Regions from separate parts of the Mus musculus genome. Here regions 1, 2, 3, 5, 6 and 7 are each linked to region 4. The links are chromatin contacts, called in public Hi-C, HiChIP or PLAC-seq and Micro-C maps. All regions are on one chromosome and are shown on one strand. The core of a region is the stretch at or near the end of the contact, and the rest is flanking DNA. Distances in the headings are between cores, read along the strand shown. Region 1 holds the start of Nes (nestin). Region 2 has its middle 6.2 kb from the start of Gm24472. Region 3 holds the start of Isg20l2 (interferon stimulated exonuclease gene 20-like 2). Region 4 holds the start of Etv3 (ets variant 3). Region 5 has its middle 29 kb from the start of Cd1d1. Region 6 overlaps Kirrel (kirre like nephrin family adhesion molecule 1). Region 7 overlaps Kirrel (kirre like nephrin family adhesion molecule 1).

Region 1 (3,164 bases), core at 572-3,071, 450 kb before region 4:
AGGGCAGAGTCCTGTTCCTCTACCTGCGTTCTCCCTGTCTGGAGCACTGTGCTGGACCCCCGGACAAGCACAGGAAACACTCCAGGCCTCTCCTAGATAGACCAGGCTTCTTCTTAGGATGCTGGTTAAATGGTAACACATGCTATTGAGAACCTAGCTCCCACGGGAGGAGATGGGATAAAGGAGAGGAGATGGGTTACACAGCGGAAGAGGAGGCAAAGTGGAAACAGAAGGAAAAAGCAATTTATCAAGAGTCGCCTCGAGAAGGCTTGGAAGGAAAGCAGCTGGGCCACCACTGCCCCCGGCTCCTCATAGCAGGCTGGGTTCCTCCACTTCCCACTTGTTCTGGAATCCTTCTCCCCCAAGAAGAGTGGGCAGGTGGTCACGTCGGGACTTCTGTCTGGGCCAGGCAAGAGGCTGTTTTCTCAGCTGTTGGTCACATCTGTGCAATATGAGGGGGAGGGTGCCCCAGGCCTTTGGAATGCGCTTCAGGGAGCTGAGAAGCCTTGACACAGAGAGGGGCTGGTGGTCTGCGGTGGCTCACACTGCCTTCCTTCACTATGGTTGCTAGGAACCTTCTGGTGGGGAGAGAGCATGTGTTGGGCACCTTCTGATTGACAACTGCATAGTGAAGGGCACAGGGAGTCACCCTAGAGAGGGGTTGCCATTCAAAGAGTGAGGAGCAGCTACAGTGGGTATTGGCCTGCGGGCCTTTCAAGGGGGCTGTGCTAGGAGGTCTCAGAATTCCATCCATCCTGCCTGTCTGGACAGGGAAGTCTAGGACTTGTGCTTGCTCTGAGCAAGGACTCCTGAATACAGTTGTCCTTGCCCCCACCCCTTTCCTGAAGGTCTCTTGCCATCCTAAGTACCTCCTAGGGCTTGGTTTTACCAGGGACAGGGTGGGCGTGTTGGTGACCCTCCTCACCTGGAACTTTTCAGTGGCCTGCAGCCGGTCCTGCCAGCGGCCTTCCAATCTCTGTTCCAGCGCCTCTCTGCGCTCCTGGAGGCTGTCGCGATCAGCCTGCAGCTGCTGCACCTCTAAGCGACTCTCCCGAGCGCCCCGCACGGCTTGGCCCAGACGCTCGCGGGCCTGGCCCAGCGAGCTCTCCATGTGAGCCACGCGCTCCTGGTAGTCACGCACCGCCCCGCGCCACACTTCGCCTAGGCGCCTGGCCAGCTCCTCGACTTCAGGGGCCCGGATGGGGGATGCGTGGGCCGGCGCGGGGGGTCGGCGCGGCGTACAGGCGGCCTGGGCGTTCAGGTGCGCGCGCTCCTCCTCGTGCGACGCTCGCAGAGCCTCTAACTCGCGCTCCAGCTCGGCAGCCTGGGTGCTCAGCCAGCCCCGCGCATTCTTCTCCGCCTCGAGCGCGCGCCGGCTGCAGGCCGCCTCCTCGATGGTCCGCTCCCGGGCGAGCCGCACCTGCTGGCACCGGCCCGCCACGCTCTCCAGCTCTTCGGCAAGGTTGTCGCGCTGCACCTCAGCCTCGTGCTTCTCCCGCCAGCGCTGATCGACGAGGACCCGCAGGGCTGCCAGCTCGTCGTCGGCTCGGGCTCGCCAGGAGGCGTCCCCGGACTGCGCCCGGAGTCCCCCAAGCTCGGCACTGAGCAGCTGGTTCTGCTCCTCCAGCGTCTTGACCCGGGTCAGGTAGGCCTCCAGGCGTCGATTGAGCTCCCACATCTGAAAAGATTCTTCCCCGACGCAACCCTCCATGTCGCTGGTCTGGCCCCCCGAGGGCAAGCGGACGTGGAGCACTAGAGAAGGGAGTGGCCCTTGGAGCTTTTAAGGGGGAGAAAGGGAGTAGCGGCGACAGTGACCCAGCGGAAGCGGAGGATTCCAGCAGCGAGCTGAAGCGAGGGTATTCATACTCCCGCCGGCCGGGCGGAAAAGGGGCGGTCCCTAGGCCTTAACCCTTTAGAGTTCAGTGCAACACACAGCCCGGGTCCCTGCATCATCCCAGCTCAGCAGAGAAGAATCAAATTGTAGCCTCGCCCTGGCGGGGATCCCGTCCGGTGCGGGTGATTTTCCGAAAGAGGCTTGAGATACAGCCAGACAGCCCAGAACACCCTAAGATGCACAGAACTGGGCCCCAGGACCTCCTTTCTCTACACTCTTACTCAAATCCTCTAGGACTCAGCTCCTCATTTATAAAATGGCTTGGTGTTGGAAACCTCGTGAACTGTTGGAAAAACGGACGGTGCAGTGTTTTGTGTATAACAGTAAATACTCACCCCCAAGAGAGGCAACATTGCGAAGAAACACTGCCCGAAGAAAGAGGAGCCCACTGGTACTGAGGGAAGTCTGCCAGTGCTCCGGAGGCTGAAGTAGGATTGACACCAGCCTGGGTAGTAAACACCACCACCACCCCTTTTCTTCAGATGGTTGGTATGGCTATGTAGATCAGGCAGGTCTCAGGGACGCTCCTGCCATAGCTTCCCCAGTGCTGGGATTAAATGCCTGTGCCAGTACCCCTGCCCAGTTAATGTTAGCAGACACAATGCCCAGTTCGTACCCGCAGAGGGACGTCCTACCCTACCCTACCCCGCACCAGGAAAAGGAGACTAGCAAGGGAAAGTTTTTCTCCTTTGAAGTTCGATCCCTCTTGTCATTTAGTGAAGAAGTTACGCGGCTCTCAAGAGAGCCCCCTGGTGGCTAAGCATGAAGTTTGGCGAAGAAAGAAATGAAGCTGTAGATTTTCTACAAGGGACCAATATTTCAGGCTCAAATATTTGAATGCTTGCTCCCCAGGTGGAGGACCTGTTTAAAAAGATTGGGGCCGGGCAGTGGTGGCACATGTCTTTAATCCCAGCACTTGGGAGGCAAAGGCAGGCGGATTTCTGAGTTCGAGACCAGCCTGGTCTACAGAGTGAGTTCCAGGACAGCCAGAGCTACACAGAGAAACCCTGTCTCAAAAATCCAAAAAAAAAAAAAAAAAAAAAAAAAGGATTGGGAGGAATGGCCTTGTTGGAGGAGGTGTGTCACTGGGGGCAGGCTTGTGCTTGTACATTGAGACCTGAGCTCTCAGCTGCTGTTCCAGTGCCATAACCGCCTGCCTGTTGCCATGCTCCCTACTGTGATGTTCAGGACCCGCATAGTGAGCTGAGGAGAGACTGGTTCCCACATGGCATACTGTGGCATGGTGCACCTGTACACACACACACACACA
Region 2 (3,457 bases), core at 176-2,675, 450 kb after region 4:
GTTTTCATTGCTGTGAAGAGACACCATGACCAAGACAACTCTTAAACATTTAATTGGGAATCACTTACAGTTTCAGAGGTTCAGTCCATTATCATCAAGGTGAGAGCATGGCAGTGTCCAGGCAGGCATGGAAGCTACCAGGTAGAAGGAGCTGAGAGTTCTAGATCCTGACCTGAAGGCAGCAAAAGGAGGCTGACTACTACAGGACCCAGGAGGAGACTGGATTCCACACTGTGCAGATCCTGAGCATAGGAGACCTCAAAGCCTGCCCCCACAGTGACACAATTCCTCCAACAAAGCTGTACCTACTCCAAAATCACACCTCCTAATAGTGCCACTCCTCATGGGCCAAGCATTCAAACACATGAGTTTAGAACTATTCAGACCAGCACAGCACTTAAAAGGATCAATCAGCTTCCCAGGAGATGGCCACTTCCTAGTCACCCTCATCTGCTGGGGCTTGGGAGAGCTCCACTGTGCAAATGTCTGCTGTGAATTCAGGGCAACTGGAAGTTTAAGATAATTTGTCTCTGGACTTTCAACCTTGAAGAAGATAAGACAAACTTGATGGGCATTCTTTGAGTGATTAGCACACGTGAGTGTAGAGTTAAACAGGTGATCCAAAGTAAAGGGCAACAGCAGCCACAACGAAGACAGAAGTGCCAGCCCCTGGCCTGTGTCTGTGATCTTTGAGGCTAAGTTAGGAGTCGATGTTCTTTTAAGGCAAAGACCTTCTAAGTGCCCACTCCCAGTCCCAGGTGGAGAGCGTTGTAGTGGTCTCTGCCTGGGCCCCTGAGGGATTGGTCAAAGCAGGGTCCCTATGTCAATTTGTGATAAAACATGGGTGTTGATGGTGTCTTCATTTTACTATGATATTGTCTGGAAGTCTAATCAAAGGGCTTGTGTGTGCTGAACAGGGCTCTACCACTGAATACCCCTAGCTCCCAAGAGCCTAATGTTTTGTGGTTATCCACTACTGTAAGCCAGTGTATGCTATCTTCATTAAAATCCTGCTTTTCACCATTTGTTTATCCAGGAAAATTACATCTTCACATCTATCTCTTCTCCTCTGTGAAATAGAAATAAATTGCTTATAGTCTCCATTCTACTGAAACTGCTTGGTTTGAGAAGTCTTTGGGGAAGGGATGTTTGCTCCTATCTTACACATGGGGGGCGGAGGGCTAATGTCAGCAATTGCCCCCGGGGTTCAGGAAGAAGTATCAAGTCCAGGATGAGGCCTAGATTAAGAGCTAAGCGGTGCTGTGTAACTGGTTGATGTTCACATGGCAGGTGAGTCTCACCCTTTTCTGAGCTCCCTTGCCCTTCTCCATGAACGTCTGTGAGCACTTAGTGGGATGAGATATACAAAAGCCTTTTGTAAGTCGTGGGATGCTGTCCAAATGTGAGTTGTCTGGGACTGGTGATGCTGTTACATTCCACACCGGTAGCATCATCCCATACCACACACCCCACTGCCTGGTGCAGACACTCTTCTAGCCATGACCTGACAGTAGAAAGTGCTTGTTCAGCTGGGCTTAATAGGTCCGATCTTGCCAGGCCCCAGGCTTCTAAATCCAAAGGATCAGTTCTCTGGAAGAAAAGAAAAAAGAGAAAAAAAAAAGGCACCTGGGGAAGAGAAAGAAAAATCAGTTCATTAGCGCTCACTTTCCTGTTTCCTTTCTGCGCTGTAATTAGCCGCACAGAGGCAACCTCCTGTGGAGAACAGGACTGCAGCCGGAACTGGACTGGGAGCTTTGTCTTGTCTTCCTCTGCGCAGACGCCTGCTCTCCTGTGCTTTCCATGCAGGCTCATCCTGGGGACAGTTCATATTTTGAGACCCAGATCAGTGTTCCCTTTCCCCAAAAGACACACTGGTTAAAGCACCTTTTCAAACAGTGCCCTGCCAATATTCCTAGCAGAGGCTGGCTCCTCAGAATTACACAAGACTGGGGCTAAGGGATATCCCAAACCTGGCTCTCCTCGGAATGCCCATGATTCATTCCCTCACCAAAATAAATACTTAGAAATATGATACAGAACCTCAAAAACTGTAGGCAGCTCAGGGCCATCTGATCCAATTAAGCAAAAGCATTCGCCTCAGAGAAGACATATGGGCTCCTCATCAAACCCATCAAGGGACACAGTGTGACTTTGTATAGAGTATGAAATCCGAATGGTTGGGCTCGTCTCAGTCTCCCCAGTCCCTGTGCCTTTGGAGGAATCCTTTGGCCTTTCTTTCTCAGCCTTGGCTTCCTCATCAATAAAAGTATTCTTTCATCCATGTTACAAATGCTGGCTGACTATTCACCATGTATTAGTCTCAATCAACCCAATACCAAGAACAAAGCTCAGGCCCTGCTCTCATAACCACACTGAATTAGCTGGGGAAAAGACAATAAATAGGTTGGCTGCCAGAGAAGGGAGAGCTAAGGACACAGATGAAATGCTGTAAGCCCAGAGGGTAGATAGGAGAGTGAGCGTTTATGCTGCGTGGTCAGGAAAGGGCTGAAAGTTCAGTTACAAGCAAGGTAAGCTGGGCATTTATCTAGAGACAAGATGATTCCAGACGAAGGCACTGGCAGCTGTGAAGAGCCTGAGGCAGGAATGTGTGTGGAAGACTCAGAGAGGAGCAGTAAGAAAGTGGGAAGCTACCCTGGTAGACAGTGAAACAGGAAAGACAGTGGTGGGGGGGGGCGTTGAAAATTACTCTAGAGGTAGAAAGATATAATAAATTGTTATAGCGGTTAGAGTCCAGTTTGGACATTTATGAACTCTCGATATCTTGTTGAAAATAAAATAAAGGTAGACAAAGATTGTAAAATAATAGGGAAACTCTATTCAAAGAAGAGAAGTGATAAAAGTTAGAAAAGAATAAACTCAAAACTGACAGTGAGACATGTGGGTGAGGTACAGAAGGACCCTGACAATTATTGGGGGGTTGCTCTTACGGGGTTCAAGAGAAGGAGTTTGGTCGCTATGGGTGTGGTTTGTTTGGGTGGGTCTCTAGTTTGACTGACGGACTTGGATTACATGAGCCTTCGCTAACTGTGCATGTCTTTCCCACAGTGCAGCAGATTTAAATCATTTGCATACCCAATAATTGGCTTATTGTACATGCACTCAAAGCTAATTCAGGCCAGTTCAACTAACCCAGTTTTGTACCCAGATGTAACTACACTATGACTGGATAGAATCTAAGTTTGATGGTCATTAACAGGAGGAGTCCCAGGTTGCTAAGCTATTCCTTATGCTTACCTGACTCAAAATGGCTGGTTTTACAGGTCAAAAGTGATTGTTCACTTTTGTGGTTTTATGTGGTGTAACCCAGTGTGGGCAGTCTGTTGGTGGTGGTGGTGGTGGTGACTGTTCATGCTCACCTGGTTATTACTACCTTTTTAAAAAAGGAGGTTACCATTATTTTGGCAAGATTATTGGAAGATAGTTCTTCTTGCTACTG
Region 3 (3,265 bases), core at 6-2,505, 400 kb before region 4:
TGACAAAGCGTTGATGTTTGGCATTTCCTCCAAATGCCTTTTTCGAAGGTTGCCCAAAGTCTAAATTCAGGAGTATGGTAGACATGAGATCAGTGGATGGTGGGAGGAAGCTGGGAAGAATGGCTCACTGATAGCAAAAGGATGAGAGGCTCATCCTCTGTGGAATCCCATAGTTCAACATGTGGAGGTCTGCAATCAGCCTTGGGGACAAAGTAATCCTGATTCCCGCACCATAGGCCTGAGAGAAAAGAAGATCAGTTCTGGAAGACATAAGTGATAACTTCCACAAGCCCCAAAGCCCGGCTAACTACTGAAGCCTCCACAATTCACCTTTAGGTTGGTCTTAAAAGGGTTATTTCCCTTCTCCGGATCTCTGTGCCATTTTAAAAACTAAAGATGCTGGGGCTGGAGAAACGCCTTAGTAGTTATAACCTTGTTGCTCTCGCAGAGATATTAAGTTCAGTTCCAGGCACCCACGTTGTAGTAGTTCACAGCATCTGTACCTCCAGCTTCAGAAAAAACTAGATGCCTTCCGATCTCTGCAGGCCCCGGGCAATTAAACGATACACATACATAAATACAAACAAAACACTCAGACAAATAATAAATCTAATTACATAAAATGAGGGTGCTGAGGCTGCGGATAAAAAGATGTGGGACCCACGGAGATCGACTCTATCATGTCTATGAAGTCAAAACAAGGGCGTCAGATGAGACTTTTAAGTACCAGTGGTGAGAAGAAACAACACAAATACCCTCTGGATCACCCAGGAATTCTCAGCGTGCTACGAAATGAAGACCAAATCCAGGTGTCGCGCTCCCTCGGCTCCACGTGGGGGCGATCTCCTCACATACCTTACCTGTCTCCCACAGTAAGGACACAGTGGAGGGCCAGCCACCTCGGCCACCACATTCTTGACGATCCACGAACTATTCCCGAACACCCTATACACCTACCTCCAAGTTGGTTCCCCACTAAGATCGCAAGCGTCCGAAGCCGGATGCAGGCGCAGGCGCGCGCCGACGTATGCCGGGACGGCAAGAACGCGGGCGACAACGGGAAGGCGGCCGGCGCGCACGCGCCCGCAGCGCCCCCACCTCAGGCAGCGAGGCCAGCGACTCGGAGTGCGTGAGCAGCGGGAACGGCGGTGGCGGCGGCGGCGGCGTGGGTGGGGGCGGGGGCGGGATGCGCTCCCCGGCCCCTCGGGCCCCGTGGAGGTACAACTCGAAGGTGGTGGGCCGCGGGAAGCGGAACAGAGTGCGCCGGAACCGTGGTCCCACTTCCGGGAGGGAGGGTGGGACCTGCAGCTGACCCCCTCGCCGTAAGCTGGTGCTGGGCGCGCTTCTGTGACGTCTCCGAGTCCCCTGCGGCTGCGCAAATGGCTTGGCCCAGTGGAAGTCGTGACGTTGGGCAAGTGCGCCTTGTTCTAAGGATTTGTAATAGGACGGGATCGCCCTGAGAGGTGTCGTCGGGCGGGTTCGGAGTTCTTGCTTTGCGTCGGGCGTGCAGAATTGAGTCCGGTTTGGGTTGCATGGTTTCGTGGTACCGACCTTGTGTCTCCTCACCTCCTCCCTCCTTGCACCGACATTTCACGCCACAGGATGCGGGGCGTTTCAGCCCATGGCCTCTCGCATGAGGAGAGAAGGCAACTGGCTGTGGACCTCACCCGCGTCCTAGCTCACTACCGTTCCATCCTGGACGCCTACATCATCGTGAGGCCACCGGGCTGAGGGCGGGGTGCTTCTTGGGGGGCGGGGGGTGAATAGGAGCCCACTGCAGAGAAAATGTGGAGACAGCTTTTATCTCTTCCTAATAAGGAACGCGTTGACTACTAGAATACTTTTCACCCAGCCTTCTGACTCTAATACTTAAGTTTTGTTTGTTTCATTTGAAACCCCACAACCAACATTTGGCCATGCTACAGTTGCATAGAAACATACGAGAAACGAGATGTTCCATAGGATATCCTCCACTAAAGGCAATAAAGAGTGGGTTGGGGAAGAGGAAGTGCTTGGCCAAATGTGGTGTACCCTTGTAATCCTGTCACCTAAGAAGTAGATGCAGGAGAATCGGGAGTAAAAGGTTCCCCTGGGCTACAAAACAAGTTCTAGGGCAGCCTGGACTGGACGATGTTACTTTAAAAAAGGAGGGGAGGGAAACAAAACAGGGCAGACATACATAAAGTTACCTTTCTGTAATCTCGCCCCTCAGAAGACTAAGGCAGAATTGTCTTGACTTGCAGCCAGCTTAACGAGTGTTGAGACATGTCTCATTTCCCCCCAACTCCCCCCCACACACACAGAAGAGCACCAGCAAGGCTTGTGGGTGGGGTGATTCTCAACCTTCGTGATCCTACATCCATCCATTTAGTACAGTTCCTCATGTTGTGATCTCCAACTATAAAAGTATCTTTTGTTGCTACTCTGTAACTGTAATTTTACTACTGTTATGAATCGTAAATACCTGATATGCGGGATAGCTGAAGTGTGAACCCCCAAAGAGGTCCCAACCTACAGGTTGAGAACCGCTGTTTTAGGGTAAATGTTTGTCTAGGACTAACAAGATGGCTATGTGGTTAAAAGCATTTTTGTTTGTTTGTTTTTTGTTTTTTCGAGACAGGGTTTCTCTGTATAGCCCTGGCTGTCCTGGAACTCACTTTGTAGACCAGACTGGCCTCGAACTCAGAAATCCACCTGCCTCTGCCTCTGGAGTGCTGGGATTAAAGGCATGCGCCACCACGCCCACGCCCGGCTTCCTAACAAGGCTTTTAATTGCTCCTTAATTAGTTCATTATTTTCAGATGGGTACTCACTATGTTGAAATATCTCATGGAGATATTCTGGCCTTTGCCACCTGAGTGCTGGGATCCTTTAATAATAGACACCATACCTGGCCCCCACAGCCCCAGAATTTTAAAAGAACAAATGAATGAATTAAAATACACAGCTGTCTGGACCATAAAATAGCAGGTTACTAAATAGTTACCTGTTAATGCTGTGGTGAGATCATGCTAGTGATGCATGATTTAAAAAAAGAAAAGAAAAGAGACATTGGTCATGCTGGAGAGATGGCTTAGGGGTCAAGAGATTTTCCAAAGGACCCAGGTTCAACTTCCAGCACCAACATGGCAGCTCACAACTGTCTTTTAACTTCTGTACTAGGGGATCTAACACCCTCACCCAGACATACATGCAGTCAAAACACCAGTGTATATAAAATAAAAATAAATAAAAATTTAAAAACAACCAACAGACCAAACAAGAA
Region 4 (3,152 bases), core at 391-2,890:
AATTATCTAATTAAGGCTTTTTTGGGGGGGAGGGTCACAGTTCCCCCCCCCCAACATCCTTCTTGTTGCCTTTACTTCGTTTCAAAGCCTTCTTTAACCTTTCAAACATGTCACCTCTAAACTAGTAATCCTCATGTCCTCAAATGATGGTCCTTGGGTCATCCACCTCAAAAGCCATAATTATCTCTCACCTGACCTTAGCCGCAAAGTGTAAACACTGTCCTTAATATCTGCTTTCTTCCTTGTGACCAACCGACCCTCCGACATAAGAGAGGGAAGGGAACAGTGAAAGAAGTCCAAAACGGCAGCAAAAGCAAGCCACACAGTTTGTTTTCTGTTGGTAGACAAGCCCAGATGCCAAGATACACAAGCCTGAATTCACCCAGACACACCAACTTAAGAAGTGGGAGAAAAAAAAAAATCCAAATCCCCTATTCAAAAAGGAACATCCGATCCTACGTATTTCTTGAATTGTGTGAGAAGGACATCTTCCAGTCAGAAACTGGGCTCACCTTCCAACAGTATTCTGAGATACAGAAAGTAAACATGTCCTGTGTACAGCCACTCCATACAAGAAACATGTCACTTTCCTAAAATTTTGTGAAAAAAAATGTTATGCCATCTACTTAACAGGGAAATAAAAAGGGTAAAGTAGGTACTTCAGATCGCCTGGCCGGTGGAGGAAGGCATCTTGCTAGGATCTGAATTCATTCCATGCAGATTTATAGTTCCTCAATAAATTTCCCGTTCCCAGCAGCAGACAGCTTTGTGTCAGTCCTTCAGCGAATAGGAGGAGAGGGTGAAACTGACCGGGAATGACGGAGGAGGAGAGACCTGACTTACTCTCATTACCCTGCAGGGTGGACAGCCCCCGGCACCAACCAGAGCAGGTCTGGAGCAACTGCAGGTGCTTCAGAGGCCCCAGGGTGGGGTGGGACAAATTCCTAATCTTGGAAATTTCATCTAACCTAGAATTCCTCTAGGTGTTCTGCATTTTCGTTGACGACAAATACACTAAGGAGAACAGTAAGTTTCAGTCCATGACAACCCTCGGGATCCAGGAGCTGACAAATGGCTCAAGGAAAGAGGCAACAGACAGACAGTGGCACACACAGGATATACACAAGTAACAAGGCACCAGGGCTGGGCAGAGCTTCCTCTCCCATTTCCGTGATGATGGGGTTGAAGAGACACCGATTTCTCCAAGGCTCTGGGACACTGTCCGGGACTAACTCCTACCCTGCGCTGTCGGATCGCAGGGCCCTTTCCCTGCTCCAGAACACCCTTCAGCCTGGTGTCCGTGGGCTCGCGCTGGCCGACGCCCGAGCCGGGCACCCTCTCCTCGATCCTCCGGCCCCCGATGTGCCCATCCAGCCCCTCGGAGCCCGCAGGCGCGTCTGCAGGTGTTCGCGACTCCCCCAGGGCGCTCGGTCACCCTCCCGGCCTGCGGCGGGGCTCGCCGCTCCCGCTGGTCCGCAGCGGCTTCCACGGCCGCCCTCATCCGCGTCCCTTCCGTCCTGCCCGCGCGGGCCGCGACCGCCGACGCCACCAGTCTCACCTCTCCGGCGCCGTCCGTCTCCACTCGGGCTCCTCCGCGGCAGCTCGGGCTCCTCCTCATCCACCCAGAAGGAAGTGACTCCGCGGCGGCTTTCGTCACTTCCACTCTGGGCCAGGGTGGGAGGGGGCGGTGTCGTGAGCGGCACGGCTTCCGCCCAGAAGGTACCGGTGCCCCTCCGTGGCTCGGAGGCCGCGGGGCTGGAACCCTCTGCAGAAGGAAGGCTCTTCCGCGCTGACAGGAGCACAGGAGCTTCAGAGGCACGTGCGAAGTTGGCCTTGCCTTGCACTGTTCCATTTTTAGTCCTGATCTGCCTCGTCCAAGTGTTACAGCGTGCACGACTTTGCCATTCAAACACCGCTCCCCCCTCCCTTTCCCTTTGCCTTTTGTTCCCGATTAAGCAATTACAATTTTGTCCCAGACAAATTTTGTTCAAGAGTTAGTGATAAGGGATGTGAAATCAGCTTCCGTAATTCCAAATGGTTCCCAGCCCTAGTTTCCCTCCAGAGGCAGTGTTGGGACCAGTAAAGGTTAAGTGGATGAGAGTGAAAAGTGGTGAAAAGTGGGGGAAGGCGAAGATGAGAGGCAGAATTGAAGTCTTCATCGAGTGCACGAGTGCGTAGCAACAACTTTATGCAATCACAACCTTTCCCTCCTGGGAACGACACAGAACATGGAAGTCTTACCATGATTTGTATCAAAGGTTGGCTTCTAGCTTTGGATATGCCTATTAGCACCTCCCTTCCCAGACTGGCCAATGAATTTGTAATTATCTCATGCTGTACTTGTGTGTGTAGGATTATAGGTATATACTACCACAACTGGCCTTCTGGCTTCTACTACTGTTTTGTTTGTTTTGCCAGAGGTCTTGACAATGTATCTCTGACTGCCCTAGAAAGCACTATGTAGAGACCCAGGTTGGCCTCGAACTCACAGAGATCTGCCTGCCTCTGCCTCACACTTGTTGGGATTAAAGATATGTGTCACAATGCAAGACTAATAATTGATAGTTCTTGAGGTCTTGAGATAAGTTCAGTACTCAGTATGGCCTAAGGTTACCTTACCTGCTTAAAAAGGAAGGACTAGTGTTGGTGAGGTCTAGTTTTCCCGCCCCTTCTAGTTTGAAAGTCAGTAAAATGAACAAAATTTAAATACCATTGAGAGGATTAGAAATATGAGCACTCTGAGCATAGAAATTGCTTTATAATGGTTTCCATCTTCTGTCCAGTCTAGAACACCATTTTCTATGTTTGGGTCTACAGAACAAATGCTAGGGTTTAGCCGAATCAGCAGTTCTCGACCTGTGGGTTGACCCCCTTTAGTAAGCCCCTATGTCTAAACCTATTTACATTGCAATTCATAACAGTAGCAAAATTACAGTTATGAAGTAGGAACGGAAATAATTTTATGGTTGGGGTCACCACAACATGAGGAACTGTATTAAAGGGTCACAGCATTAGGAAGGCTGAGAACCACCGAGCGAAATGAACATAACATTTTAGTCCTCTTGCCTTCAACTACTGATGGGCTTTGTTACCTCGGTTAAGTAGTCACTGTCACTTCCTCTTCTGTTTGAATGTAGTATTTTTGGAGTATT
Region 5 (3,412 bases), core at 74-2,573, 500 kb after region 4:
TTCCCACCATGATGATAGTGGAGTGAACCTCTGAAACTGTAAGCCAGCCCCAATTAGATGTTTTCCTTTATAATAGTTGCCTTGGTCATGGAGTCTTTTCACAGTAATTAAAACCCTAACTAAGACACCGACTCTTCGATACATTGCACAATAAGAGCATCTGTAGGCCCAAAAGAAATGTGTAGGGGAAGACAGGAGTGTCGATGCCTGTACAGACTTATTGTGGAGTGATGTCTAGAAACCACACCCACCAGTATACATGGTTCTTATCCCCACTCCTTCCGAGGTAGGAAAGCTAGCCTGAGAAGTCATGGGGGAGTCAGCTCTGGAAGAAAGCTAAACAGATCCTCGCCTGCCAGTGGTGAATGCATATCTTCCCCCTTGGCCACAGGGCTTTTCAATTCTATCTCTTCATCCACCTATAAAAACCATCACTGTCACCAGTCCTGGAAAAAGTTGGCAGGAGCCCTGACTAAAGTGATCTCCCGTTGGTGGAAGGGACGAACACCACCCTCTCTGTCCCAAGGGGCCAAGGTGAAGTGAAAGAACGACTTTCCCTTTGAGATGCAGAGTGCACAGCCCAGAACCCACAAGGCACCTGTATTCCCACTGGGCTGAGCACAACCCTGAGAACTAAGTAAAAGCAGACAGTTTTTAAGGGAAGAGCTCTTGGTTGGAAATGACTGGGGTAACGTGCATGTGAGTGTGGCGGTAAAGGGGCATGATGATACCATATGTCTGGAAGGTCGGGTTAGTGTGCAGGTTCGTTTTGTCGATTTGATACAAACCCAGACATACCTGGGAAGAGGCCATCCCAGTCGAGGGGCTCCCTCATCAAATCAGCCCGTGGTGTTTTCTGGATTGCTAAGTGATGTAGGCAAGTCTAGATAACTGAGGGCAATGTCATGGGTGTTGGCATGTGGGACTGGGCTGTATAAGAGAGGGAGCAGAGCGAGCGAGTAAGCAGCACTCCTCTGTGGTTCTGCTGCAAGCATCTGTCTTAGCTTCTTTCAATGATGGACTGTAACCCCTCAGCCTAATGAACCATTTCCTTCCTTCCTAAGTCTCTTTTGGACATGGTGTTTTCCACAACTACAGAGAGCAAACAGTTAACAGTGAGTCTACCGTGGCCTTGAAGTTAATTTTCTCCCCAGAAAACTAACTCAGTTTTTTTTTTAAAAAAAGGATATGGTCATTTTTTTCCCCTTAAGGTAGACAAAGGAGTATCATTCTAAAACTTCTTCTTGGAAGAAACACTGAAGAGAACTCAAGCTGAAACCAAAAATGAAACTGAAAAACTCAACATCCCAATTAGAAAACTCAGGGGAACAACTTTTAAATACAATGGGTCAAGTCAACGATACAATACCAAGATAAAATAGGGGAAGTAGATCACTCAAGCAAGAATATGAAAAAAATGTAAAAAGAAAAAAAGGGGTGGGGGGACAGGCACTGACAGCAGAAATTCCAGTCCTGGGGAATCTGGTGGTCTTTTCTGACCATCATGAGTATCTGTGTGGCATGTACACAGACACGCAAGCAAAACATTCTACACATAAGTGTGTAAGTAATAAAATAATTTTTTTAATTAAAAACTTCAATAAAACACTTGTAAACTGGATACAAGCTCATATCATCCCATCATCCACCATGGTCGACTGAGCTTTGTCATGGAGATGCAGGGATGCTTCAATAAACATAAGTCAACGAGCTGGGCGTGGTGGAGCACGCCTTTAATCCCAGCACTCGGGAGGCAGAGGCAGGCGGATTTCTGAGTTCGAGGCCAGCCTGGTCTACAGAGTGAGTTCCAGGACAGCCAGGGCTATACAGAGAAACGCTGTCTCGAAAAAAACCAAAATAAATAAATAAATAAATAAATAAATATAAGTCAATAGTAATAAGTCCTATAGATGTATTTAAATGTAAAGATCATCTCAATAAACACGTGAAAAGCCCTTGACAAGATCCAGCATGCCTTCCTGATAAAAGTCCTAGAGAAGTAAGACTGAAGGGAACATGTGCCCACATAATAGTGTTTCTATGACAAACACACAGTCAACATTGTCCTAAGCAATGCCATTGAAATTAAGACAGACGAATCCACACCTTTCCAATATAGTCTGCACTGGCTAGTGTAATAAGACAAGCAAGGAAGGATGATTGTCAAGGGCTACAAGTTGCAAAAGAGATCAAATTATCCCCATGATAATTTATACATAAGTACAAGTCCCCAAAACTCCACAAGAGAACTTCTAGATATGAACAACAGTTCAGCAATGGAACAAGACACGAAGAACCCAATACCATGGCTCCATTAGTCGTAGTATTACAATGACTTGCTGGTATACCCCTTCGTCAGAGCGTCTGTCAGCCCTCATCGAGACGTTTCTCCTTACAATAGATGGTTATTACCCCAGAGGCTGACATACAGAGAACAAATGATTATAGAATTCTCAGCCCCAAATTAGACATCTGTAGCTCACCCCAAGGCTCAGGGGTCTTTGCAGAAGAGGGGACAGAAAGATTCTAAGAGCCAGAAGTGGTGCTAACATGAAGAAAACAGTATTCTCCAGACAACAAGGCAGATGCACATATAACCTAGCAGCACCCACAAGCCCTGTTGTCAACTCCAGCCAGCCGGAGACCCAAAATAGAGGGTGGGACCTCTGGATGTGAAATCCCACCCCTAGCTGAGGAACAATTAGAATTTGTTGGCCACTAGGAAAGGAAGAGTCAGGGTCTTTTTTTTTTTTTTAATGATGTGACCCCCTGTTGGTTGACAACACACCAGGGCAGGTGTTGGTGTCAAGACAGCTGAGCAACACAAACTGAGCTCAGTGGAGAAAGAAAATGAAAGTAATCTCCAAGTCACTGGATAGGGATGCAAAGGCGGCAACGGAACCAGTGAGGAGAGGCGGAGGAGGATTGTGTGAAGAGATTCAAAGTGCTTCAGTGACATTCTTAAGAATTAATAAAAATATTACAAGATGATAATAAATAACCACTAAAGAGTAAGAGGCCATGAGTTTGGGAGGAATGACCTAAATACAGGATTCCTACATGAAATAGACTAAATAATTATGAGTTAAACATTTTAAATGTGAAGCAGCAAGAACTCCTTTTCTTCTCACTTTCCAAAATAAAACATATATATTTGGAATTAATTAATTCAAATGAAACCCTGCCTCCCCTCCAAAAGAAATATTCAGGACAAAGGTCAGTTGATCATGGAGCATGATGGGATTGATATGTGCTTGTATTAAGTTTGCAAGTATTTTATTGGGGATTTTTAATTTTAAAAATGATTTATTTACTATGTCATGTATAGAATGTTTTGCTAACACATATGTGTACATTCCATATATCTACCTAATTCCTGTGACGATCAGAGGAGGCTACCAGATTCCCTGTA
Region 6 (3,307 bases), core at 196-2,695, 390 kb after region 4:
ATCAGGAAAAGAGGAAATGTTAGCGTTGCTTCATGAGTAAGCCCTGCTGCAGCCAAGCTCAGGAAAAGAAGACACATGCTGGGCATGCTGGATGGGGACTGCTGATTGTGTTGGGAGAGTGGACAAGGTAAGCGTCACCATCCCTTTTAATGCTGAGGCTTCCTCTCTGCTCCCAAGCTCAGCCTGCCTGGTCTTGTATCGTAAGTGCTTGGGCTCTGCTGACAATGCCTGGATCTAGATTGCCTTGGAACTGTCTAGGAGAGAATGAAATGGAAACACTTAGACATCCTCTTACCTTTATGACCCTATGGAGTTCTCAGTCAGTTTTCTGTAACCAATTGCCAGTGGTAAAATTGCTGGATGCACAGCGTGTGCGTTTTGCTCTCTTTACTGCCCCCAGCTCCCACCAGGCAGAGGAAATAGTAGCACTGTCTTGTGACTGGGGTTAGAAGACAGGAGAGTGACAAGGGACAGGTGGGATGAAGTAGCATATCGGAGCCCAGCAAACTGGGGCAGGGGTACGGGGTCCCAGGACAAGCGAGCCTCTGTGTTCCAATGTGCACCCATTTCTACTCTGCCCCCACATCCAGGCTTCAAACCAGGCTGTCCCTTTGGATCTCCCATGATCCTCAAGGCCACTGTCTGGAGGGGACCCTTTGTCTTTTGTTTGTTTGTTTTGTTTTGTTTTGTTTTGTTTTCGAGACAGGGTTTCTCTGTATAGCCCTGGCTGTTCTGGAACTCATTTTGTAGACCAGGCTGGTCTCAAACTCAGAAATCCTCCTGTCTCTGCTTCCCAAGTGCTGGGATTAAAGGCGTGTGCCACCACGCCCAGCTTAAAGATTTATCTTTTTATTATGTATATGAATACACTGTTGCTCTCTTCAGACACACCAGAAGAGAGCATCAGATCCCATTACAAATGGTTGTGACCCACCTTGCGGTTGCTGGGAATTGAACTCTCGACCTCTGGAAGAACAGTCAGTGCTCTTAACTACTGAGCCATCTCTCCAGCCCCCGGGACCCTATGTCTTAACACATTTGTTTTCTTCCTCCTGATTCCATGTGTTAATATGCCTATGGTATAAAAACTGTCTGGCCCTATGAGATATGAATTGCCTCTTTCAGGACATTCTTTCCAGATGGCCTAGAGGTTGCTACATGTGTTCATGTGCTGAGCTCTGAGGGAGGTCCCAGAGGTAGGGAGCGAGTCTGTCTTGCTCTTGAGAGAGAACGGTATTTGTCACTTGTGGGTAGTGTTGTTATGGTTTTCTCTGTTGGTTTGTTTTGATGTGTTTGGTTTCTGTTTTTTTGGCAACCATGCCATCTCCTCACGGCTGTTGATGTGCTTAAAAGCAGAGCTCCAAAAAAGGTGACAGTTGATGCCCAGGAGGCTGCCGTGCTGGGAGTGTGGGACTGGGTCTCTCTGCGGTGTTTTTCCTCTGGGCAGCTCCTCTGCTCTTGCCTGGGTCTGGGGGAGTGATGTCATACTCAAGTTCGCCCATTCAGCCACTCATTGATTTGTTTCCTTAACCAAATTTACTGAGACCTTTCCGTAAACCCGTCTCCAGGTTCAGCTGGCAGGGATAGATAGAGTAGGAGTGGGGCTCCCAATCTGTGTCGGAGAGCAGACCCAGCCCTTGAAAGGCTGCCAGGTCACGGCTCCAACTCGTACTCATTTGAAGACGTACATGAGCCAGGGTCTACTGGAACAGCAGTGTCAGTAGAGAAAGCAAAGATAACTTCCCACAACCCTGAGAACAGAGGACAGTCTAGACCGCCAGGAGCTCCTGACAGTGACCTGTGACCCTTCCCCTGGGGAAAGTGACTCAGATAGGAGAAGCCACAGCACAAGGTTACCAGTGACCTGTTGGTAAGGAGATCCAGCCTGGAAGTTCAAAGCATGGAGTGAGGCTGACCTTTGGACCCTCTTTGTACCTACTCTGTTACTGGTGGCTTCAGCCTCCTCGTGTGAGGTAGGAGAGGTAGGAACCAGGTGAGATTATATGGGATTGGAATCACTTGGTAATCCCATCTCTTGATACTACTGCACAGTTCGCTGAGTTGCTGCTAAGAGCCAGGCTGTCTGCGTACTGCATACACTAAAGCCTTTAGCACTGGGAGTTGGTCCAGTGTTCCTGCTCTGTAGGGAAGGAAGTGGGTAGCAGCCAGGTGGCACACACGCAGGCAGCCTGCTTTAGCCTTCCCCCTTCTTGGATACTCTCTGTCTTCTGCCTATAAAGGACCCTGGTGTCTCATCTTGAGGGGCATTCCAGCGCAGCACTACTATTAGGGAGTGGGGAGGAGAGGAAGGATAAGAAGCTGTCTACACAGCTGGGGTGTGAGGACCACACTGCAACATCTGGGGAAAGAGACTACATGGAAAGTTTCTTGGAACTGTAAATTGTGACAGTGTTGTGAGATTTCTCTTATACCTCCTCTCATGGCTGGGGAGTAAGAACACAGATGCAGGCCCCTTCCCTTTTCCTCTTCCTGTTCACCCCCAGCCCCTTTCTTGGCCCCTTGTGCAAGCTTCCCTACCCCGGCTTGTGGTCTTTGGCCTGTTGGAATCAGATATAGTCTTTGTCTTTCTGCCTGGCTGCTCCCTTTCAGGGAGTGTCTGGGAATGCTGTAGCTCAGGGAAGCCTGGGGCAGCCCAGAGACCTTTTCTCCCTATCACCTTCCCTGAGACTGGCAAGGTCCATGGAGGTGGAGAAGGCCTCCGCTTTCCTGGGTCATTGCTCAGAGGAGAAGGGGAAGCAGAGCAGAAAAGGTGGCCCGTGGCGAGGCCTGGGGAGCATGCAGGGTTGGACATCAACAGGGAACTGAGACCGTGGATGTCTGTGCCGGCTTGGGTGGTGGCTGTTCCTGCGGGTGCACCATGTGCTGCTTTCCACCAGGGAAAGGCATACTGTTTGCTAGCTTAATGTGACCTGAGAACCATGGTGTTGACGGTAAAGGGGCTAGTAAAACCTCGTGTCATTTTATAATCATGGTTATTACCAATAGCTTCATTTGCATCACATGTCCATGGCTAAGTACTGCATATGCTGTGGTTCATACACTCTTGGCAGCCATATTTTATAGATTAAAAAGAAAAGCCCCAAGGCTCAGAGGAGTTAGCTTCATTTGTTCATAGTGATAGTGGGGGAGCTTTGCGGCAATCCATCAGCACGCTTATGCGCTCCATCGCCGACCCTGTAGTTAATCCTGAGTTTCCATCCCAATAGCTTTGTGAAGCCTAATTGTTTAATTTCTCATCACCTCTACGTTTCCATCAGTACACTGGCATTAATGGTGTGTATTTTCA
Region 7 (3,201 bases), core at 217-2,716, 380 kb after region 4:
CACATGACAGTACATAGGTCTCTGTAACTTCAGTTCCCGGGATTCTGACACCACACATAGACACATGCAGGCAAAATACCAATGCACATAAAATAAAAATACATGCATTATAAGAATGAGACAATTAGCTAGGTCTAGTTCCCACTCAGCACGAGATGCTGAGTCAGGAGGATCAGGGGTTTCAGAATACCCTTTGCTGTAAAGTAGGTTCCATATAAGCTAGGGATACAGTGCTGTGAGACAGCTAGAATGAGGAAGTGCTGCCAGCAGGACCCTGGACTGCAGGGATCTCTAGAGTCTACAGGGGTAGGGAAGTGGGGGACAGCACTCTGGCAGGAGGCCACACAGATGTGGCCTAGCAGGCCCTGCTAAGGGATTGGCTTGGCCAGTTTGGGAACTATTTGTGGCAAGTTTTTAAGTCCCAGGCTGCTTTTGCCCTAGTACCTGGAATCCAGCCACCAATTGATAAGTTGAGAGAACATAGGACCTGATTTCAATGTTAGCCGGAGCTAAACATAATTAAAAGAAAAATTTGCTTCTGCTACACACAGCTGCTGCAGCACCCACAAAACCTGTGTGTGGTTCCTTCAGACAACCTGGGAATGCCTTTCATCTTCTTGCCTCTCTGTCTCTAAGTTGAACCAAAATACAGAGGTCCACAGCCTCTAACCTGCCTCTTAGAAATCCCTTAGGCAGACATACTGCCTGGGGCAGGCAGTCCTGTGACCCGCTCCCTGGAACAGACCCGTGACGAGCATGTGGGCTTAGGGCGAATGACAATAGCCCCAGAGGATGGGGTGGGCAGCCTCGGAGTGCCTGGACTCCTGTGGTGTTGAGGGGAGAGAAACACTGCAGAGAAACAAGATGGCTTCGGGAAGGATTACAACTCTTCGTGTCCCTTACTGTTCCCACTCTCTCAGGCAGACAAAGGAAAAGATGTGATTGATCGGCGAGAAAGGAAGGAGAGAGTAACCTTGGGCACCGCTGTCTCAGCCGCAGGACCGTACAGATGCGGTCCTCCCAGGCCCTCCACCAGCTTTTCGCTCAGTCCACTGGCTGTGGTGGAAGAAGGCAGGAATGGAAACTGGAGGCCTAATTGCTAGGTTCTCTCTCGGCTCTTCCAGGGAGCACAGGCAGGAAATTCCTCAGATTCCAGGCTTGTAGGATCATTGCTGAGTGTTAACCGCAGAGCTGGGGCAAGGGGCTGGAGGCAAAGGGAGCTGCCTCCTCTCCTGATTCTTTTCCCTTTGTTTTAAAACAGGCTCAATTAAAAGAGTTTAGAGGGGCGGCCGGCTGAAACAAAAGCCCCCACTGTAACAATCTTCCCAAAGAAAAAGTCCCCAGATGTGGGAATCCCAGAAAAATTAGTGCTGAATTGAGTAATTTTGAAGTTGAAAATAAACTGTTGTGGACTCGCACAGGAATTTGTTCCCAGGGTGAATTTTTTTCTTTCTTTCAGCTCTCAGTGAGAGGAAAGTTCCTTAAGAAGAAGCTCACTAAGAGGAGATAGGGGTGGCTGCAAGCAGTGGGCAGGAGTGTCTGTCTGTCTGTCTAGACACCCCTGAGGCTTGTGCTTTGCCTCACCTGGGATGAGATCCCTCCTAAGTCACTAGGCTGTAGGGGTCTGTTTGCATGTCTCCCCTCCGTGTCCTGCGCAGGGCAGTCCAGGCCGCCTCTGCCCAGTCTGCCATCCAGATGCGTTTTGCAAGCCCTCCAGGGAGCCCTCTCAGTTTCCCAAAGAATAACTGCTCCATCCCCTTGGGCTTCCAGAGCAACTGCCTGTACCTCTGTAGATTCTGTCCCTGCTGAACTAGAGTGAGCTGTTTACTGCCCGGTGCTCTCTGATCTTCAGGAGACAGAATGTGGCTTGGTTATGTTATTAACCTCATAGTGGAGTGTCAGAGCAGCTGCTCTACAGTAAGTGTACACACACACACACACACACACACACACACACACACACACACACACACACACAATTGGGAAGAATAGCAACCTTGTTGAGTTAACATCCCTGTCCTGGGGGGTTAGATTATCCATTTGTCGAGTCTCTGTAATGAATGTTCAGTACACAGTCTGGTTTGTCCTCCAGCTCAGCAATTTATGCTGTCATGTAACATGTACTCTGAGAAGATGAAAACCGTGTATGTATGTATGTGTGTGTGTGTGTGTGTGTGTGTGTGTGTGTGTGTGTGTGCTATCTTCCCTATAGGATAATAGTTGCTGCTAAAAATTCTCCACCACGAGTTCCAGCGCCAATCAGAACTGACCTCAGTGTGGCCCACACCCCTGCTGGTGTGGCGTGATAGACGGTAGATGACTGAGATCCGTGTTTCATTACAGCTGATGATAGGGCTGCCTCGAGAGCGGAGGAATTGTGGGTCTGAGGAGGAAGAAGCAGCAGCCCATATCCGCTGTGATTCTTGCTGTCGCTACCCATTCTGGGACATGGGCTGAGCCTAGAAGGTTGTGGACCCAACCTCAACAGCCTAAAAATGACCAGTGTGGGCTGCCATCTCAATCAAAGCCTCAATCATTGGGTCAGAAACGCTGTGTCCCAGAGCTGTCCGTTTTGGGAATGAGAAATATGAGATATTTTCATTCTTCCAACTGTGTCCCCATTCTCGGTGACCACGACCCAGGGTTCACTGAGAGAGCAGAAGCCACCCGACTGGCTCCGTGCTGTGCACTTTCCTCTTGGCTGCTTCACTCCTCTGGTTTTGACTCTCCAGGTACCCTGCATCTTCGTTTTCTTCCTGAGTCTGCTCTTAACTTTGTAAAAACTATCTAACCTCCTCGGGCCTCCAACAGTCCTAACATGACAAACTTGGGCTGGGCAAAACTTTTTTCTTTACTTTTATTTTTTCTTTTCTTTCTTTTTTTTTGGGGGGGGGTGTGGCAAGGTCTTACTATGTGGCTTTGACTAGCCTGGACCTCCATATTGTGGCCAGGCTGCCCTTCGATCTCACATAGACCTGACTGCCTCTGCGTCCCTGCTGGATTTAAAGGTGATGAGCAGTAGTCGCTGAAGCTCCTCTTACCTGTAACTTGTTTGTATGTCTGTGGGTGGAAAGAAGCATCCTTACCCATGAGTCTCCACTGGGTAGCATCTCCTTCCCATAATACGTTACATTTGTATGTTTTTACCTTTCTGTAGTCTCACCTTCTGGAGAAGACCACAAGGCCCTTAGGAGCTTTATA

What was found. A called contact is a pair of places that touch in the nucleus more often than the background predicts. HiChIP or PLAC-seq counts read pairs in DNA pulled down with a chosen protein or histone mark.
Region 1: a contact with region 4 is called in an H3K4me3 HiChIP or PLAC-seq map of pro-B cells, with 2.3 times the contacts expected there. The contact joins the promoter of Nes here to the promoter of Etv3 in region 4. A contact is called at or near these places in 3 of 115 datasets of contacts at active chromatin or transcription factors (embryonic stem cells, pancreatic cancer cells and pro-B cells).
Region 2: a contact with region 4 is called in an H3K4me3 HiChIP or PLAC-seq map of embryonic limb bud, with 4 times the contacts expected there. The contact joins the enhancer-like site here to the promoter of Etv3 in region 4. A contact is called at or near these places in 1 of 39 promoter capture datasets (embryonic stem cells), 1 of 15 datasets of contacts at CTCF or cohesin (the NIH/3T3 cell line), 1 of 484 Hi-C or Micro-C datasets (embryonic stem cells) and 16 of 115 datasets of contacts at active chromatin or transcription factors (cardiomyocytes, embryonic basal ganglia, embryonic forebrain and 11 more).
Region 3: a Hi-C map of the G1E-ER4 cell line shows a contact between it and region 4, with 3 times the contacts expected there. The contact joins the promoter of Isg20l2 here to the promoter of Etv3 in region 4. A contact is called at or near these places in 1 of 39 promoter capture datasets (the HPC-7 cell line), 2 of 484 Hi-C or Micro-C datasets (B cells and the G1E-ER4 cell line) and 2 of 115 datasets of contacts at active chromatin or transcription factors (bone marrow-derived macrophages and memory CD8 T cells).
Region 5: a contact with region 4 is called in an H3K4me3 HiChIP or PLAC-seq map of pro-B cells, with 5 times the contacts expected there. The contact joins the enhancer-like site here to the promoter of Etv3 in region 4. A contact is called at or near these places in 10 of 39 promoter capture datasets (the 3T3-L1 cell line, 3T3-L1-derived adipocytes, cranial neural crest and 6 more) and 17 of 115 datasets of contacts at active chromatin or transcription factors (the 230-238 cell line, bone marrow-derived dendritic cells, bone marrow-derived macrophages and 13 more).
Region 6: a contact with region 4 is called in a Micro-C map of embryonic stem cells, with 3 times the contacts expected there. The contact joins the enhancer-like site here to the promoter of Etv3 in region 4. A contact is called at or near these places in 1 of 484 Hi-C or Micro-C datasets (embryonic stem cells), 10 of 115 datasets of contacts at active chromatin or transcription factors (bone marrow-derived macrophages, embryonic forebrain, embryonic midbrain and 5 more) and 1 of 9 other capture datasets (embryonic stem cells).
Region 7: an H3K4me3 HiChIP or PLAC-seq map of craniofacial prominence shows a contact between it and region 4, with 3 times the contacts expected there. The contact joins the enhancer-like site here to the promoter of Etv3 in region 4. A contact is called at or near these places in 13 of 115 datasets of contacts at active chromatin or transcription factors (bone marrow-derived macrophages, cardiomyocytes, craniofacial prominence and 6 more).

Annotation. Positions count from the first base shown.
Region 1 is chr3:87,969,750-87,972,913 of GRCm38.p6, reverse strand. It overlaps Nes (nestin), which reads right to left and starts at 1,821. Exons shown (of 4, transcript NM_016701.3): 1 at 926-1,821. The coding sequence starts at 1,711.
Region 2 is chr3:87,071,334-87,074,790 of GRCm38.p6, reverse strand. No RefSeq gene overlaps it. Among named protein-coding and RNA genes, the nearest start is that of Gm24472, 6.2 kb to the right of the region's middle. Within about 2 kb of position 1,425, at least 64 of the 459 cell types and tissues checked have an H3K27ac peak or open chromatin away from gene starts, as enhancers often do. A contact at or near this core is called in the NIH/3T3 cell line and embryonic limb bud, where this site is marked.
Region 3 is chr3:87,928,304-87,931,568 of GRCm38.p6, reverse strand. Isg20l2 (interferon stimulated exonuclease gene 20-like 2) reads right to left here and starts at 1,255. Exons shown (of 4, transcript NM_177663.4): 1 at 958-1,255; 2 at 1-238. The coding sequence starts at 85. It overlaps Rrnad1 (ribosomal RNA adenine dimethylase domain containing 1), which reads left to right and starts at 1,374. Exons shown (of 8, transcript NM_153562.4): 1 at 1,374-1,713. The coding sequence starts at 1,603.
Region 4 is chr3:87,524,066-87,527,217 of GRCm38.p6, reverse strand. Etv3 (ets variant 3) reads right to left here and starts at 1,640. Exons shown (of 5, transcript NM_001083318.2): 1 at 1,559-1,640.
Region 5 is chr3:87,026,857-87,030,268 of GRCm38.p6, reverse strand. No RefSeq gene overlaps it. Among named protein-coding and RNA genes, the nearest start is that of Cd1d1, 29 kb to the right of the region's middle. Within about 2 kb of position 1,323, at least 6 of the 459 cell types and tissues checked have an H3K27ac peak or open chromatin away from gene starts, as enhancers often do. A contact at or near this core is called in pro-B cells, where this site is marked.
Region 6 is chr3:87,130,494-87,133,800 of GRCm38.p6, reverse strand. The region is part of intron 2 of Kirrel (kirre like nephrin family adhesion molecule 1); the gene reads left to right. Among named protein-coding and RNA genes, the nearest start is that of Kirrel, 42 kb to the left of the region's middle. Within about 2 kb of position 1,445, at least 11 of the 459 cell types and tissues checked have an H3K27ac peak or open chromatin away from gene starts, as enhancers often do. A contact at or near this core is called in embryonic stem cells, where this site is marked.
Region 7 is chr3:87,148,731-87,151,931 of GRCm38.p6, reverse strand. All of the region lies in intron 1 of Kirrel (kirre like nephrin family adhesion molecule 1), which reads left to right. Among named protein-coding and RNA genes, the nearest start is that of Kirrel, 24 kb to the left of the region's middle. RefSeq lists an enhancer at 1-2,380. Within about 2 kb of position 1,466, at least 224 of the 459 cell types and tissues checked have an H3K27ac peak or open chromatin away from gene starts, as enhancers often do. A contact at or near this core is called in craniofacial prominence, embryonic stem cells, extraembryonic endoderm stem cells and 3 more, where this site is marked.